Regions from separate parts of the Mus musculus genome. Here region 2 is linked to region 1. A link is a contact called in public HiChIP or PLAC-seq data. All regions are on one chromosome and are shown on one strand. The core of a region is the stretch at or near the end of the contact, and the rest is flanking DNA. Distances in the headings are between cores, read along the strand shown. Region 1 has its middle 28 kb from the start of Spp1. Region 2 holds the start of Pkd2 (polycystin 2, transient receptor potential cation channel).

The links. HiChIP or PLAC-seq counts read pairs in DNA pulled down with a chosen protein or histone mark.
Region 2: a contact with region 1 is called in an H3K27ac HiChIP or PLAC-seq map of embryonic fibroblasts, with 19 read pairs. The contact joins the promoter of Pkd2 here to the enhancer-like site in region 1. A contact is called at or near these places in 10 of 39 promoter capture datasets (the 3T3-L1 cell line, 3T3-L1-derived adipocytes, the HPC-7 cell line and 5 more), 1 of 15 datasets of contacts at CTCF or cohesin (the NIH/3T3 cell line), 17 of 484 Hi-C or Micro-C datasets (the 3T3-L1 cell line, 3T3-L1-derived adipocytes, the AML12 cell line and 11 more), 3 of 115 datasets of contacts at active chromatin or transcription factors (embryonic fibroblasts and embryonic stem cells) and 2 of 9 other capture datasets (liver and pancreatic islet).

The regions. Positions count from the first base shown.
Region 1 is chr5:104,402,685-104,410,577 of GRCm38.p6, forward strand. No RefSeq gene overlaps it. Among named protein-coding and RNA genes, the nearest start is that of Spp1, 28 kb to the right of the region's middle. Within about 2 kb of position 5,032, at least 130 of the 459 cell types and tissues checked have an H3K27ac peak or open chromatin away from gene starts, as enhancers often do. A contact at or near this core is called in 3T3-L1-derived adipocytes, the AML12 cell line, the HPC-5 cell line and 8 more, where this site is marked.
Region 2 is chr5:104,455,069-104,462,961 of GRCm38.p6, forward strand. Pkd2 (polycystin 2, transient receptor potential cation channel) reads left to right here and starts at 4,389. Exons shown (of 15, transcript NM_008861.3): 1 at 4,389-5,157. The coding sequence starts at 4,569.

The DNA of each region.
Region 1 (7,893 bases), core at 3,782-6,281:
AAGTGTTGTTTGTTTTTAAAGACATGTTATTTATTTTAACTTTTACCACAAAGTAATTTAAAAGGCAAATACGGGGCATAAAGATGGGAAAGAGCACAGTGTTGGATCACTGGGATTATCTGAATGCAAGTTTAAATGGGTTAGGGGACAGGACAGACTGTTCTCAAATGAGGAAATACAAGTGGATAAGAAATGTTTTTTTAAATGTTCAACATCCTCAGTCATCAGGGAAATACAGATGAAAGCTTCTTTGAGAATCTATCTTACTGCAATCAGAGTGTCTAAGAGCTTGATTGTCACAGAGCTACAATACTTCCGAAGTTCTACTTAGTCTGTATTTCATTGCCTTTCCAGTATTACCCGGTCTCCCTGGAAGTCTGACCTGCTCAACTCACCCCATGGGGTTTCTTCTCTTGGTTCTTAAACATAAATTCTTTAGAAAAGTTAGCTGTCAAATGTTTCCAAACTTTATGTGTGTGTGTCTGTGTGTCTGTGTGTCTGTGTGTCTGTGTGTCTGTGTCTGTGTGTCTGTGTCTGTGAGTTTAAGTTTTTCATTTATTCAATGCACATACATATTTGTCTACTTATTCTAAATAAAAAGATTGACTCAAGCTAACCATTCTACCATGTCCAAAGTTAGGTCAGTAGATCATAAAGCCAAGACCACACACACACACACACACACACACACACACACACACACACACTACAGATAATTAATTAGACGCTTCGTTGTAGGTTTAAGTTGGTTCTCATTTGGGGATATTTGGGATTCCCACCTTCTCTGCTTTGGTATGAAAGGCTGAATTGTAGGTGATATGGTAAGGAATGTTGGTGTTTGTGGGGAAGGGAGTACAAAAACAAAGGACTGTTTCATTCCTGAATCATCCCAGTCCCTAGGGAGGGGCATGCATGAAGGCAGGAGCCTGGGACACAGGGCAGGACCAGGAAGTCACTGAACTAATGGGGAAAGATTAGGCTATCTTCACAGAAAACTTCCTTTTTATCATGTTCAGAAGAACGTTTGGGGTTCATTAGCACACACTATTTGTGCAGGGCAATGGGTTTCATTGATTCATTGATTGATTGTTTGATAATTTCCCACTGTGCGCTTTGGTCAAAGTCACACCCAGGCCCCTAACTCCTCCCAGATCCACCCTCACCTATAACCTAAAATATTCAGTATTTTCCTTTTTGTTGCATTCTATCTCTGACCAGTTTGTGTTGCCCAAATATTCTTAGTCACAGGGCACAACTGATCTACCAACCAGTGGCCACACCCTTAATAAAAACTGTCTCTCGCTCTTCCGGCAGCCAGCATTTGCCAGCTGGGACAGAGCCTCATGGTCACCTCACAGTGAGGCCAGCCTTCCGTAAATTCAAAGGCCATCATGGCCTCTCAGCGACAAAGGTGCTCAAGTGCTCAGAACTCTGCGACTCCCATGTTTGCTTGTTTGTTTGTTTTCTTCTTCGGCCTAAACTTTGTAACAACTGTGAGCTATGCTGCCAAGAACTTCAGAGAAGCAATGCAGAGTTAGAGGTACAGGGGAACAGAGAAGCCCCTAACTGTAGCAGAGGGTTGGAAGGCAAGGTGACAGGAAGATGGAGGCCACGCCTACATCTCTAGTTCATTGTAATGAGCCAGCTAGTTCAGTATATAGAACTGCTCCTGTAGCTTAGAAAACACTTTTAATATTAACACGCCTAGGGGAAAAACTATTCTTGCTACTCACACACCCCACCATGAGGCACCATTATGCTCATCAAAACATCTCCATCACTCAATCTCTTTATTCTTTGGGATCATTAAGGATTAAGTCATAATGCAGAGGAGCACCTATAAAGGACAGTACAGACTGTACCAGCAGCGAGACAAGTGACCACGGTCCTCGTTTAGACATTGTCTGGATCTGCACAGAAGAATACGGTAATAGGCTTTCAAATGTTCCAACCCCTCTAGAATAGCTAGAGAGTCAAAAATAACATGCAGCTTGACTGGAGAAACAAAAACTTGGCAGACATGAACTTGACAAAAAGATTGACTTTCACAAGAGTGAATGAGCTACACAGAAGAAATTCAGAAGACACCATTATAAACACCTCCCACTTCTCTGCACACAAACAATAATTCATCATTAATCCGTGCAACAAAACCTGTCTGTCAACAGATGCCTGCTGCTAAGACGTTATTTGAGAAAATGATACATTAACATTCTAATAGCATTTTCTATCTAATAAGTTTGGATAGCTTTGCGTGGCATTCTAGCACCTGTAAATTATCAATTTGCATATGAAAAACTCCAGGAATTCTTACAATAAGGGCACATGCCCAATCCAGATCTTAACAATATTGTTTGGCTGCTAAGTTGTGGAATTTTCTGAGTTTCCTAACATCTACTGTCTTAAATTGTTCAACAGAATATGTCTTGAGACATAGAAATTGTTTCCAGACCCAGAGCAGGCTAAGCAGATAATAAGCCAGCATTACTTCTACAGAAGTTTTGCATCCGACATGCATTGAGGAAAAATGTGTGTATGCCATCTTTCTCAGTGGAATTGTGGTTCTCATAGGATTTTGATGCTCAGGGTAACAGATGGAGAAAAGATTCCAGTATATGACTATCAATTGTCACGGCAACAAACCATGGCAACTCAGGATTTAAAGAGCCCGGAGTTCCAGTTACCTCAGTGAGGTAACACTAATCACTGTTTGTTTATTCAACTACAGAATGTACTGAGACCAGTCCCCAGGCATTCTAGGAGGGAGATGACTCTAGTTTGGTCAAGTTGACATAAAACACACGCAGCCTACCTGGAAGCCTATGTTCCAACTTATACTGCGTATTCACTTATATCCCAAGGTCACATATTTGGTCTTTGCCATACCCAGGATGATGCTAGCATATTTTTCATGTTGAGGCCTCTCTGACTGAGGATTATTACTCCAAACACCTAAGGGCCTTCATTGTAAGCTTGCCAGGAGCTCTGCATAGTAAAGAAGTGTTTAGATGAGAGGGCATCACAGCTAACAAGATGACCTAGGCCGCAGGAAAGGCCTTTTGTTGTTTGTCTTGGTCTCTTCTCTGTTTAAATCTGCCAGCGTTGAAGGTTTCCAACAAATGGTAGGAGTAGTTTTCCTACATGTGACATACTCAGCCTCCTAACTCCAGAGGGTCTCACAATACCGTCTCTTTCTTTACAGCAGGCCGCACATGGTTCAGAAAGGCAAATCTCACTTTAGAAAGACTGTCACTGAATATCTAAGATAACTAGATTCCTTAAAGTGCCTCCCTGAGTGTCAGTTCCCTGGTACTCAATTGGTTCACACTGTGGCCTGTAGTTACTTTACTAGGTCAAACAGGAAAGTTCTCACTAGGTCCAACTCACTTAACATACTAGCACAGCTCCCTGGTGGTACCAAGATGACCAAGTTCCCTCCAAATTACATCATAATAAGATGACCTGAATGCATGTAATTAACAATGTAATCTATTGTCCCTGATACTTGAAAGCAAACTTCTTCCTATGCAGTTAGCTGAGACCCCCCCCTGTCTGGATCCATAGCCACATCCCACACAAGGGATGGGTTTTATTGCTACTGGTCAAAATACAAAAGCCAGAACTATAACTTAACCAAAGCTGGCATCTTATTATACCTCTGACAATCCACAGATATTTTTAAAAATGCCCAAAAATTGATATCTTGAGCAGGCAATATTTCTCATTGGATAGGGATGCTTGTCATCGGGTCTAATAACCTGAATCAGTACTCCAGAATCCACGTGGTGGAAGGAGAGAATCGCCTGCCACAGTTGTCCTCTTATGAACACTAATGTGGCGTCACACACACACTAATAAAATATTTACAAAATATTTATATTTTAATGAATTTTTCTGCAGTGCTAAATGAATTCATGGGCAAAAGGTTTGTTTCTTCAATCAGAAATAGTGTGGCTTCCTTTTCTGGGTGCTGTGCATGCCAGTTAGGGAGGTGTTAGCAGCTTATAGGTTTCAGAACTAAGATAGGAATAAAGTTAAAGAGTCCTCTCAATGGTTGATGGCAGATTTGAAGTTTTGAGGTCAAAAGCAGGTCTGGTCTTACTCTAGGAGAGCATGGGATTCCTTGAGCTTAAAGGTGATTAGGTGCTAATTTCTAGGGAAGCAGAGCTCTGTGCTTTGCTTAGATGTTGCCAGAATTCTCGTTGGAGTGTGAAACAGATCAGAACTAAAGCCAGTGAGAACCCACAAAGGGCTCAGCTCAGAGGAGCCAGCGGCATTACCTCCCCTGAACTGGGGTGGGGGTTGGCGCTTTCATGGTAAACAGGATCCAGCAAAAGCAGTGGCTGGATTATCAAGATCACAGAAAAGAAAGCAGAGCCCATAAAAACATACTGAGTTTTAGTATTCTGGCATGCAGGCAGCCTTTAGGGAAGACAAACTGTATTTATTCAGTAAGATTGCAAACAGTTCTTTTTTTCTGGTGCATTTGTTAAAAGACAATCTTTTAATATCCACAGAAAATTGGTTCTATTTACATATTCTAAATCCTCATATAAAATAGATAAGATGGCATAGTATTTGCATCTATGCATATTCCCGCATGCACTTTTAACTCTAAACTGCTTGTAATATAATATAAAGTCTAGGCCAGTACATGTCATACAGGGAAGGGGAGAAAAGGGGACGGGGAAGGGTGGGGCAGAGGGAAAGGAAGGAGGAGGAGTGGGAGGGGAGGAAACAGGAACAAAAAAGCCTGTTCTTGTTCCACAGATGTGTATTTCCAGTCTGGTGGTGATTGAAGGCAGAGTGGATGTCGAGTACAGATTGCTTATAACGCACTTGAGTCCCAGGTAAGATCATGAACGTACTGGCAAAGCAGCAATCTCAGCAGTCCCCAGCCATGAGAGCAAAATCCTTGGAGGGCAATGCAGAGGCCTCCAGAGAAGAGTACAGAGCAAAGGCTGGCCTCTAGTCTCTCCTGAGAACTCTGCCAGCTCTGCCTTAGGTTTCTCCCTTTGGAGTCTCTCCACAGCAATCTTGCCAGTTTGTCAGTGAGTCACCCTTTAAGAACTCAAGAGCTGCCACCTTAGGGGCACTCTCTGAGGGAGAAATTGCTGTAAGGTTCTTCCCATTCTTCTAATAGAAGACTGGTAGACTTTTATTTTAACAACAATGAAAACTAATTTTTTTCATGTTTTCACAAGGAACACTTAAAAAAAAAAAGACCACTGTGGCAGTAAAAATAGTTCTTCTCCCTCCATTACTTCTTAATTAAATGCAGACTTCTCAACACAGCTAGAAAAGTAGAGTAATTGCCCAAGGGCTGTGGTTTTCCACATTATTCTTGCCCCAGCACAAAGAATGCATTCTGTGTCTGCCTCTACCCAGTTGTGTAATAACTGAAAAACCACCAGGAGATTTTTTTTTCTCTTCAAGCAGAAATTGGAAGCCCAGTTTTATTGGATTTTACATCTTTTTGACAGATTCAATAGTCCTTCTCTAGTTGGCAGAACAAATGGCGCCTTATTTAGATCAATGGAAGGTAGGGTTGAACCCTGCCTGCTTGCCACCCTCTCTTCTCAGAGACTGAAATAATAAAAACTTCTAAAGAGATATTTAAACAAGTGTATAACACTGCAGGGTTGTCCAGAAGTTCTATACAACGTATTGTATCGTGTGGGGAATCTCAGCATGAGAACGCAGAGCTCTGGGTTTGAGTCAGCACAAGAGGAAAGACAGGAGAGAACAGGGGAGATGAAGGAAGGAAAAGGTGGGGATGAGGGAGAGTTAAAAGAATGAGAAAGGGAAAGAGAAAGAAGTTTTTATTTGTTACATCACCCTGAGAGATGCTAACAGAAACCCAAAAATATTCATGACCGCAAAGCATTCAAGATCTATGGTGGTTATAACAATGAAGTCTAGGTACCAACACAGCGCACTTACCATGGTGCTCAGAGTGGGACCAAAGAGAATGGAAAAGACTGGAAATGACCAAAGAACAGTCTCTATAAACAGAGTTTGTATAATTTACTTCTGTTTATGTTCAGTTTCCACCTGTGGGCTGATGATGATGTAACGGGCTGTGGTGAAGGCGTTTCCACCAAGCAGGAGCTCGAAAATCCCACCGTGGGGCTCAGTTCCTTTGAGTTCTATGGTTTTCAGAAATTAAAATAATAAAAATTCAACAGTTTTGAAATGTTATATTTTGGTGACTTCTGTAGATTTCAAATGGTCTAGAAACTGGAAACAACATTCACCGCTCTATTTCCAAAAAGGAAGCTATATTCCCAAAACAGCCATGACACCTCTGAGAATGAGTGCACAGCTTGCAGCAGTCACTAGCCTAGGCTCACCCTCTGAGATCCCAAAGCTGTGCACATCAGCAATACGGATGCTTATTGTTTTCAGAATCCACTGAGTTGTTGTTCAAAACATTCCTTGCCCTCAGCTAAGATTTGAAAATCTTTGTTTGGCCCAAACTTTAGAAGAACAACCAGACACAGAATCACAGAACATATCTGAAATGTGGGTATGGTGAATTATGCCTATAACGACAGTATTTGGGAAACTGAGGCAGGAGGATAATCATGGATTCAAGACCACCCTGCTCTGCCTGGTGAGTTCTGGGCCAGCCTGGGCTATTATTGTCCAAAAAAGTAATGAATTCCACATATAAGTTTGGTGGATATACAATTTAGCCCACAACAGGATTAAATGAGCTGATTATCAAAGGGTTTAAAATATCCAATACTTTGGGCTGGACCTATGCCTCCCACATCTATATAACAGATACGCAGCTTGGTCTTCATGTGGGTCCCCCATCGACTGGAGTCGGGGAGGGCATTAGGGCTGTCACTGAATCTGTTGCCTGTGGATTGTGTTTCCCTGACTGGGCCGCCTTGTCTGGCCTCAATGGAAGACAATGTGCCTGCACTGACTTGGTGTGCCAGGGTAGTGTGATGCCCAGTTTGGGGGAGGGACTTCTCAGATAAGAAGGAGGCTTCTTAGAGAAGAAGGAGAGGGGAAGATCTTTGTGAGGGGGAACTAAGAGGGAGGGGGCTGATATTGGGATGTAAAGTAAATAAATAAATAAATAAATAAATAAATAAATAAATGGAAAAACACAAGTGCATCCAGTGCTCAGTTGGTACCATTAAATGTCCTTTCAAGCCTCTCTCTGAAATAGGAGTACAGCGCCAAATCACCCAACAATTACTTCTTCACCGTGAAAGAATGAGAGGCTTTTTAAAAGATTTTAAAGTAAACTTATTACAATGTAGCGAAGAGAAAAAAAATGAAACAAACTATAATTTACACAACTCAAAGAGTAACTGAAGATAATGGAACAAAGGAAAGATTAGATTAGACCAATGGACATCGAAGAGACTAGACTAGATCAATGGAAAATGAAAAGACTAGACTAAACCAATCCACAGCATAGAGTAAGCGGTGACGATACTTGTTTATGGAGGTTTTAAATAGAGCTCTTGAAATGCACATCTGTGAGAGGGGCTTAGGAAGCAAGCCTAAACAGAGGGAGAGTGTGGACAGCAGTGAGGGAGCACCAGAAGTCCTCTGATCCAGAGGAGTTCTGGGTCCCATCAGACCCTGTTGGAAGCCATAGAGACAGAATGGTTCCCCTCAAAACAGTACTAAGTTGAGCTGACAAAGCCATGTCTTTGTGACCTCAAACCAACCAGTGACTGTATGTAGGCAGCCCCAGGAAGTATGGACAAGCTGGCTGAGCCACTCTCCCCAACCACTACTATCCCTAAGGGTGAGTTCCACTGAGATCTGCCCACAGCTATCTTCAACAGCTGGGGAAAGTGCTCCCTTCATAAGGGGATGGAAAGCATAGGTAAGAAGAGAGATCCTGAGGCCACTCTAGTGCCT
Region 2 (7,893 bases), core at 3,139-5,638, 52 kb after region 1:
GAGGAATAAGTGTTCTTAACCATTGAGCCATCTCTCCAGCTCCCAAATTACTTTTCTTTTCTTTTTTTTCAAAATTACTTTTCTTGCAAGTGAAAATGAGGCAAATACACATCCAACTCCAAGTTATTTGTTTAGATACATTTTAAACCAACTTAAATTACTTACTTGTTTAGACACATTTTAACCATCTGAATTACTTTTGGGGGTGGTGATATCTTAGGAAGAATGTTTCATATTTGTTTTAAGTAATTAACACTGTTAAAAAAAAAGTCCTACTATCACTACTAACTTTGTGATTTGTTTATCAGCATCAACTGAGCCTTCTATGATGTGGTCTTACTGTTTTTCTTAACCACTTCAACCTAGGGATTCCCTCTTTGCTGGAAACTTCCATATTAGTTAGATGCTACATGATAACTCATGCTATTATTTATATTCACGGGGACAATCTCTCCAACAAGAACACAACTCCATGAAGAATCTGCCTAAATTGAATTGATTTTTTTCCAACCCATCCAAACAAGAATCACATTTTATTGTGTAAGTAAAAACACAGAATTGGACATTCAAGGTAAATATAAAGTAATTGAGTGAATTCGATTGCTCTGTTTCTTCCTTGGCTGAGTCACTTTTTCCCCCCACTGATGCGGCACTGTTTAAAGCAAAGACTTCACACATACTAGGAAGAGAGGCCAAGGACAAATAAAAAAGGAACATATTCTTCAGTGCCCAGTTGTCTTCTAGTTGGAAAAAAAATAACCCAAAAGGCAAGCAAACAACTCTCACCCCCATTCCAAAGAGCCAGGAAAGGTCCAGCTCTATGACAAAAGATTCTTAAGCTTCAGTTGTTGCTTAACACACAAGGACTAGATTTTGCCCATTTCAGAGATCGTGTCTTGCTCCTAGATATGTGTCTCATGCACACTGGATTCTCAAGAAGTATTTTCTCTACAATTTCGAGTTTGCTACAGCCCCCCTGTTCTCAACAAACACATCGTCAAGCTAAGGCGGAGATGAACAAAGAATAATTATGGTGGATCAAAAAATAATTGATATCTTTCATTAATACAATTAATCATATTAATAGGATTAACATAATATGATTGAAACATAAACATGAATGTAGCACTAATAGCACATGGCATTTACCGTGTGACGTTTTCCAAGTTCATACACCAAAATCCCTGTCTGTCACATGATAATAAAAATCCCTGTCTGTCTGTCACATGATAATAAAAGGAGGTGGGGGTCTTTAGAGGGCGATTAGTCATAGCGATGGATGTCTTATACAGCCAAAGGAGGTTTGTGCTGGTTAATTTTCCAGTGCTGTGACAAAATGCCTGAGGTAAGACAAAAGGGTGAAAAGGTTATTTTGGATCACAGTCACAGAACGTCCGTTCAGTCTGTGGTTTACTTGCTCTGTGCATTCAGACTTGTGAGTGTGAATGTCACTGGAGCTTCCACAGGTGGTGGAACAAGGCTACCCACGGTGAGCACAAGGTGGGCGGGAGGGAAGAGGAGCAAAGGAGATGGGAGGAATGACCTGGATCCCAATATTCCCTTCCAAGAGGTATGTCTCCAATGACCTACCTCTACTTGGCTCCCACCTCACAAAGGGTTCACTGCTTTAGAACAGGATCAGCTGGGACTGATCCTTCAACACACAACCATCTCCCACCCAAATCCTAATGCAGCCTTTTGTTCCTTCACCACATGAAGATAAATCTAAACAGTGCCACATGGCTCAGAAAAGACTTGTAACACACACCCCAACTCTGCTGGCACCGGGCTCTTGAAACTTCTGCTTCCAGAGCTGGGAGAAACAGACGTTTATAAGCCACCTGGCCACGGCATTTTTTTGTTGCAGCAGCCTGAAGGGTTGGTCTTAGACATCTGTATCAATTCAATGTATCTTCACAAGCCTATGAGGCAAGCTGTGGGAAGCCGTCCCCACATTTGCCGTTGCAAGATGGCGCTGACATCCTGTGTTCTAAGTGGTAAACAAATAATCTGCGCATGTGCCAAGGGTAGTTCTCCACTCCATGTGCTCTGCCTTCCCCCTGACGACAACTCGGTCGATGGGCTGCAGCCAATCAGGGAGTGACACGTCCTAGGTGAAGGATAATTCTCCTTAATAGGGACGGGGTTTCGCGCTTGCTCTCTTGGTCTCTTGCGCTCTTGCTCCTGAAGATGTAAGCAATAAAGTTTTGCCACAGAAGATTCCAGTTTGCTGCGTCTTTCCTGGCCGGTCACGAACGCGTGTAAGAGCAAGCGTTCATCATTTTCGTTTCCACAGGCACAAATGAAGTAACTTGCCCTAGGTCATGCAGTTGTCTGCTTCTATGGTCCTGATAATGAATTATGTATACACAGCCTGGAGCACCACTGACAATTCTTCTAGGTCTGGAATTCTGGATGATGTCATCACTGCAATTATAAAACCCAGGCTACAAGATGCATTTTATGAAAACTCTTTTATCTGAAACATAACTGTTGCTTCTCAAACTTTGGGTGCCCAGAAGCCTACAAGGAGACTCAGAATTCCAGAGCAAAATTCCTAGAATTTCTGAGTCAGTAAGAGTGATGTCGAGGACCCGACGAGTCAATGCATAAAACCTATTTTCTGACCCTGAGTCCGTGCTCCCTCTTCATACGCCCCTCCTCTGGAATATGCCTGCTAAGCAATTTTTCTGTTAGTGCAGCACAGGTGGCTCAGCTCAGAATACTGCTTCTCTAGACACCTCTTACTAGACAGACATCTCACCCTTTCTAGTGGGAGACTTCAGCCTCTTTCTTTTCTTGAGGTCTGGGTCTTTTCTTGAGGCCAGGGTCCTTATTACTCTGCTTAACTTGCTCAATTATTAATTTTACACACAGGAAACGTATAAGAGATTAATGAATAATGATAAGGAGAGTGATAGATGAATGATAGGGAGATCATTCTAGAAAAGCATTGTAGTGCCCACAAAGCCTAAATGAGTCATGTACCCCTCAGATTCATATGTTGAATTCCCAAGCCCTGGCATCTCAGCATATGACTGTATGTGGTCAGAGGTCTTTCTAAAAGTAACTAAATTTAAATCATACTATTAAGGTTGTCTATAACCACTACGATGACAATGATGGTGATGATGACGATGACCACGAAGATGAGGAGGAAGAGGAGGATGAAACATTTAAGGGAGGACAATGGGGAGACACAGGCAAAACGTGCCATATGCAAGCCAAGACAGGCCTCGGAAAAGGTCAACCAACTTTTTTTTTTTTTTTGAGAAAATGTATTTGCATTATTGAACACAGTGTGTGGTAAGTTATTATAACAAGCCTGGCAAACTAATATAGGATCGGACCATGCACATTTGCTAAACTGCAGAAATAAAATATTACCACTTAAGCTAGAATTCCATAGATTCTTTAATGTACCAACATGGCTGACCCCTTATTGCAAACAGTGGAGACATGGAGAATATGGGTGGGTGGGTAGGAGGGAAATGGGGGAGGGATACCACCCATAGGCTCCCAATCCAGTCCTATCCCCAAGGCTAAACAGAGAGAGACCAGTTTAGTATTAGAATGGCAGAAGAGATATGGAAGTGACAGAAATCATTTGCTCTGCTGTGGAATGACAATGTTTGCAGTTAGAGTAAAAAGCATTAGAGAACCCCTTGAGGACAGAAATGACAAGAAGACCCCCGCGGGACTTGACGAGGAGGTGGATGAGGACATCCTATGAGAAGCGTCAGAAGTGAGGGCAGAGATGCACAGATCTTGGCCAGGAATTTAACTTTTAAAAGAGATGGGAAAACCATGGAAAATCGAATTTGGAGTAGGCTTTGCCTGACCCAACTGCTGTCTTAAGTTGGCTGTGCCAGCTGGGGCGTAGCGAGGATGGAGATCTAGACCTAACGCCTGAGGCAGGATTCTGTTACTCAAGGGCTGGCCAGGAGCGGAAATGAGGTAATGGTGGAGGCATCAGAAAGTTCCAAAATCCAACCCTTGGATGCCTCTAGATGTCTGGAGAGTGGAGACAGGAAATCATCCAGTAAACACAGAATCAAGGAGCTGAGGGTCACCAAATGCAAGCCTTGCCGCCTTGGTGATTTCTTTCTGGTTTTTAAACGAAGGGTGGATTTCTTTGCCTTCCCTGAGAATTCAGTTCAAGCTGGATTTCACTAGTTCTTTCTATCCCAACAAAAGATCTCCATCTTTACCCTCCTCCTTGCACCTTTGCAAACCCAGGGGGAGTATGGACAGAGTCTAAGCACTATCTTAAGGTCATGCAGGCATGGACACACCCAGGAGCCCCTTTCCCGACGAGCTGGCTGACCAAGCAAGCTACCCCGTAGGAATGTGGGCACCGATGGGGACCCTGGCTCTACTTGGATCCCTGGCCGCTGGGGCCTTTTCGACGCGCCTAAGTCCAGTCCAGGCGAGGCCAGGGCCCGGGAGGCGGGCCGAGGGGGCGGGCGGAGGCGGGGAGCAGCAGGCCGACTCCGGGAAGAAAAGAACATGGCTCCTGCGGCAGAGGGCGGCGGCACTCCCGGGCGCGCTGGGCGCCAGTGAGCGCCATGGTTAACTCCAGACGCGTGCAGCCGCAGCCGCCCGGGGACGCGGGACGCTCGCCCGCGCCGCGAGCGTCCGGACCCGGGCGCCTGGTGGCGGGAGGCGCCGGCCTAGCTGTCCCCGGCGGCCTCGGGGAGCAGCGGGGCCTGGAGATCGAGATGGAGCGCATCCGGCAGGCGGCCGCTCGGGATCCCCCGGCCGGAGCCTCGGCCTCGCCGTCTCCTCCGCTTTCGTCCTGCTCCAGGCAAGCGTGGAGCCGCGACAACCCGGGCTTTGAGGCAGAGGAGGATGACGACGACGACGAGGTGGAAGGAGAAGAAGGAGGGATGGTGGTAGAGATGGATGTGGAGTGGCGCCCGGGCAGTCGGAGGTCGGCCTCCTCCTCGGCCGTGAGCTCGGTGGGCGCCCGCGGCCGAGGGCTCGGGAGCTACCGCGGCGCGGCTCACCTGAGCGGGAGGCGGCGCCGGCTAGAGGACCAGGGCGCGCAGTGTCCCAGCCCCGCGGGCGGCGGGGACCCGCTGCATCGCCACCTCCCGCTGGAGGGCCAGCCACCCCGAGTGGCCTGGGCAGAGAGGCTGGTGCGAGGGCTGCGAGGTAAGATCCGGACTCTTGGCGTCCAGTGCACGCTTGACAACTGCCTGCGCGCGGGCTCGAACCCCTGTCCTACAAGGGTGGCTGTCTGCTGCGGCTCCACCTCGCATCCTCTGCGTTCCCGCCTCCTTCCAGAGCGCCTTCCCTAACTCCTCTAATTCGGCGCGATTTCCGGTACCCATCACCGAATTTTACTGCGTTCTTGTTGGTGCAAATTCATTGGACGCCTCCCTTCCTCCCTTCCTCTCTCCTTAAGATGCTAGCACATTTTGGAAAACAAAAGCAAGCCGTTAATACCTGGGCTTTTGGAGGACGAAAAGTGAATATTCTAGTACAACTGACAATAGTTGGAACTTTATGCTTGCTAAATGTCACAAATGAGGAACAAGTTTATTCCAGAGCCCAAGCTTTTCCTTTGGTGGCGATGTGTCATGTCCCTTCAGCCATTCTAGTAGGGACCTACAATGTTATCCAAGTTTTGAGACAAATGCCTTTAAACAGGTCATTGTCTGAAGGTTTGGTTGAGAGAGAGGTTGTTGACAGAAATGTGTAGAAACACATTTTTGATCATTTCCAATTCTAGACATTTCTTAAACAGTTGCAAACAAAATTATTATACCTCGCCCGTGTCCCCCCCCCCCCCCCCCCGTGTGTGTGTGTGTGTGTGTGTGTGTGTGTGTGTGTGTGTGTGTGTTTAAAGACTGGAAGCAAGGTCCTTTGCCATTCCAACAAGATGATTGCTTTTCCAGATGGTTAATGTGTCAGCATTCCAACGAGCACGCAACTCTCCACACGGCAAGAAAGGACACGGATTTTCCAATAGCTAGTTAATCTCGTGTTCTTAAAGGTTTGCAGCCGGAGGTATCCAAGTAGAAGAGTTTCACTAACTCTCCCCCACCTAGTTATTTTAACCTCTAGCTTTAAGAGTTCCAGCCCAGGATTTGTTGTTATTTTCCCCTGCAACAGAAACTATCCAGGCAGTGTGAGTTAGGCAGGTCAGGCCTCCATCCAAATCCTGGTCCTACTACTGTTTGACCTTGAGGTTATTATTTAACTGCTCTGATCTTTTAATTTTTAGTTTTTTGTTTTTGTTTTGTTTAGAAAAGAAATAACTAGTACATAGCCCTCGATGTGTTGAAAGAATTAAATGAGAAGACATCTAGAACGGGCAGCGAATCTTTGCTGTGCTATGCTTTGAGAGTATCACAAATGATGAAAGAATATCTGCTTTTACACGTGCAGACTAGTTAATGTGACTCAGGGCATTGTGGAAAACCAAAACATCCTTTTGAGGTGACTGTAATCAATAGACTAGGAAAGCACTAAGTTTTTTATTTTTTTTGATGTCTAGAGCAGCATAAAACAGATTGTTATTTTAAACTACGTAGGAGGTGCTTTTAAAAGTATTCACTGAGGTGACTGAAGTGACATGCAGGTTTCTTATAAGCTAATACATATGGAAAGTTACATGATCAGTTGGAATATTTGGTTATATAGATAACTTTGAACTCAATAATGGGAGACAATGAGATAAAATGTATACTTTTATATTGGGAACTATATGTATGTATATGTGTGTGTTTATTTCTTTTAAAGAAGAATTTTGTAAACTCACAATAAGACAGACTTTATTAGTGGGTGCTCTGTAGAGGTTCTGGGAGAGTAGGGTGCAGGAGAGGCATGGAAGCTATAATTCCCTTCTCAGGGTCTTGACCTCTGCATCTCTGCATATATAACCTAAGTAGTATCTAATAAACTCTTGTGTGTAATAATAATAATATGATGGCACACCTGTCACAGATGTATTTCACAAGGAAGCAGACTTGGGGAGTTATTAATTATTTTAAAATTTAACCCTTTAATTTCTGTTACAAAAATGTAGTTGGCATTCTTGTGGCTTATTAAATAAGTATTAAATGTTTAGCACATGCTATGAAGATAGTGTACTGCTAGAAGCTCTAAAGCAAAATAAGCTACGGTGGCATATCACTATTTTACAAAGGACAGAGCCCAGAGATGTAAAATCACTAATAATAAATGACATATGAATTTTTTTCCTGGCTTGTGGGATAACATCATGGAAACCCTATGATCCTGTGAATAATCACCAAGGATCAGAACAGAAAGTGACTTTTGCGATATCCACAGGTAGTGGGGACTGTTAAGGGGGATGACTGAAATCTCCAGTGGTCAACTGCTTCCCTGTCAACTCATTCAGGCTCTTGGAACCTCAGCTTCTCAATTATAAAATGAAAGCATTGGATTAGTCTCTGATGCCCTTTCTGCCCCCACCCGGGTAGCAGACAGGCAGCAAAGGCAGCAAAGGATGTTCCCCCGTTCTATAAACTTACCCTTTCAGCAGTGAGTAGTCAGGGTTGAGGAACTGCTTCTGGGATACACAGTATCTAACTGGGGAATTAAAATGTATCTCTATATATTAAGTTGAAGGCTTCTCCACTGCAGAGCATTCTGAATGACCTGGACTCAGCAACTTGGTGTCTAGGACAGGTTTCAGAGGTAAATATGGCGGGCAGGCAGGTATGGTGTGTAGCCACCAGTGAATTGGCACCGAAAGCCTGGGCCAGAGGAATCAAAGGGCAACTGAATGATTTGATGACAGCGCCCCAGACATCATCTTGGAAGTTACACTCACCACTTGGACTCCTGCTGCATTGGCAAATTGTTAATACACATAACAAATATGATATAAATACACATGACAAATGATACAATGTAGCC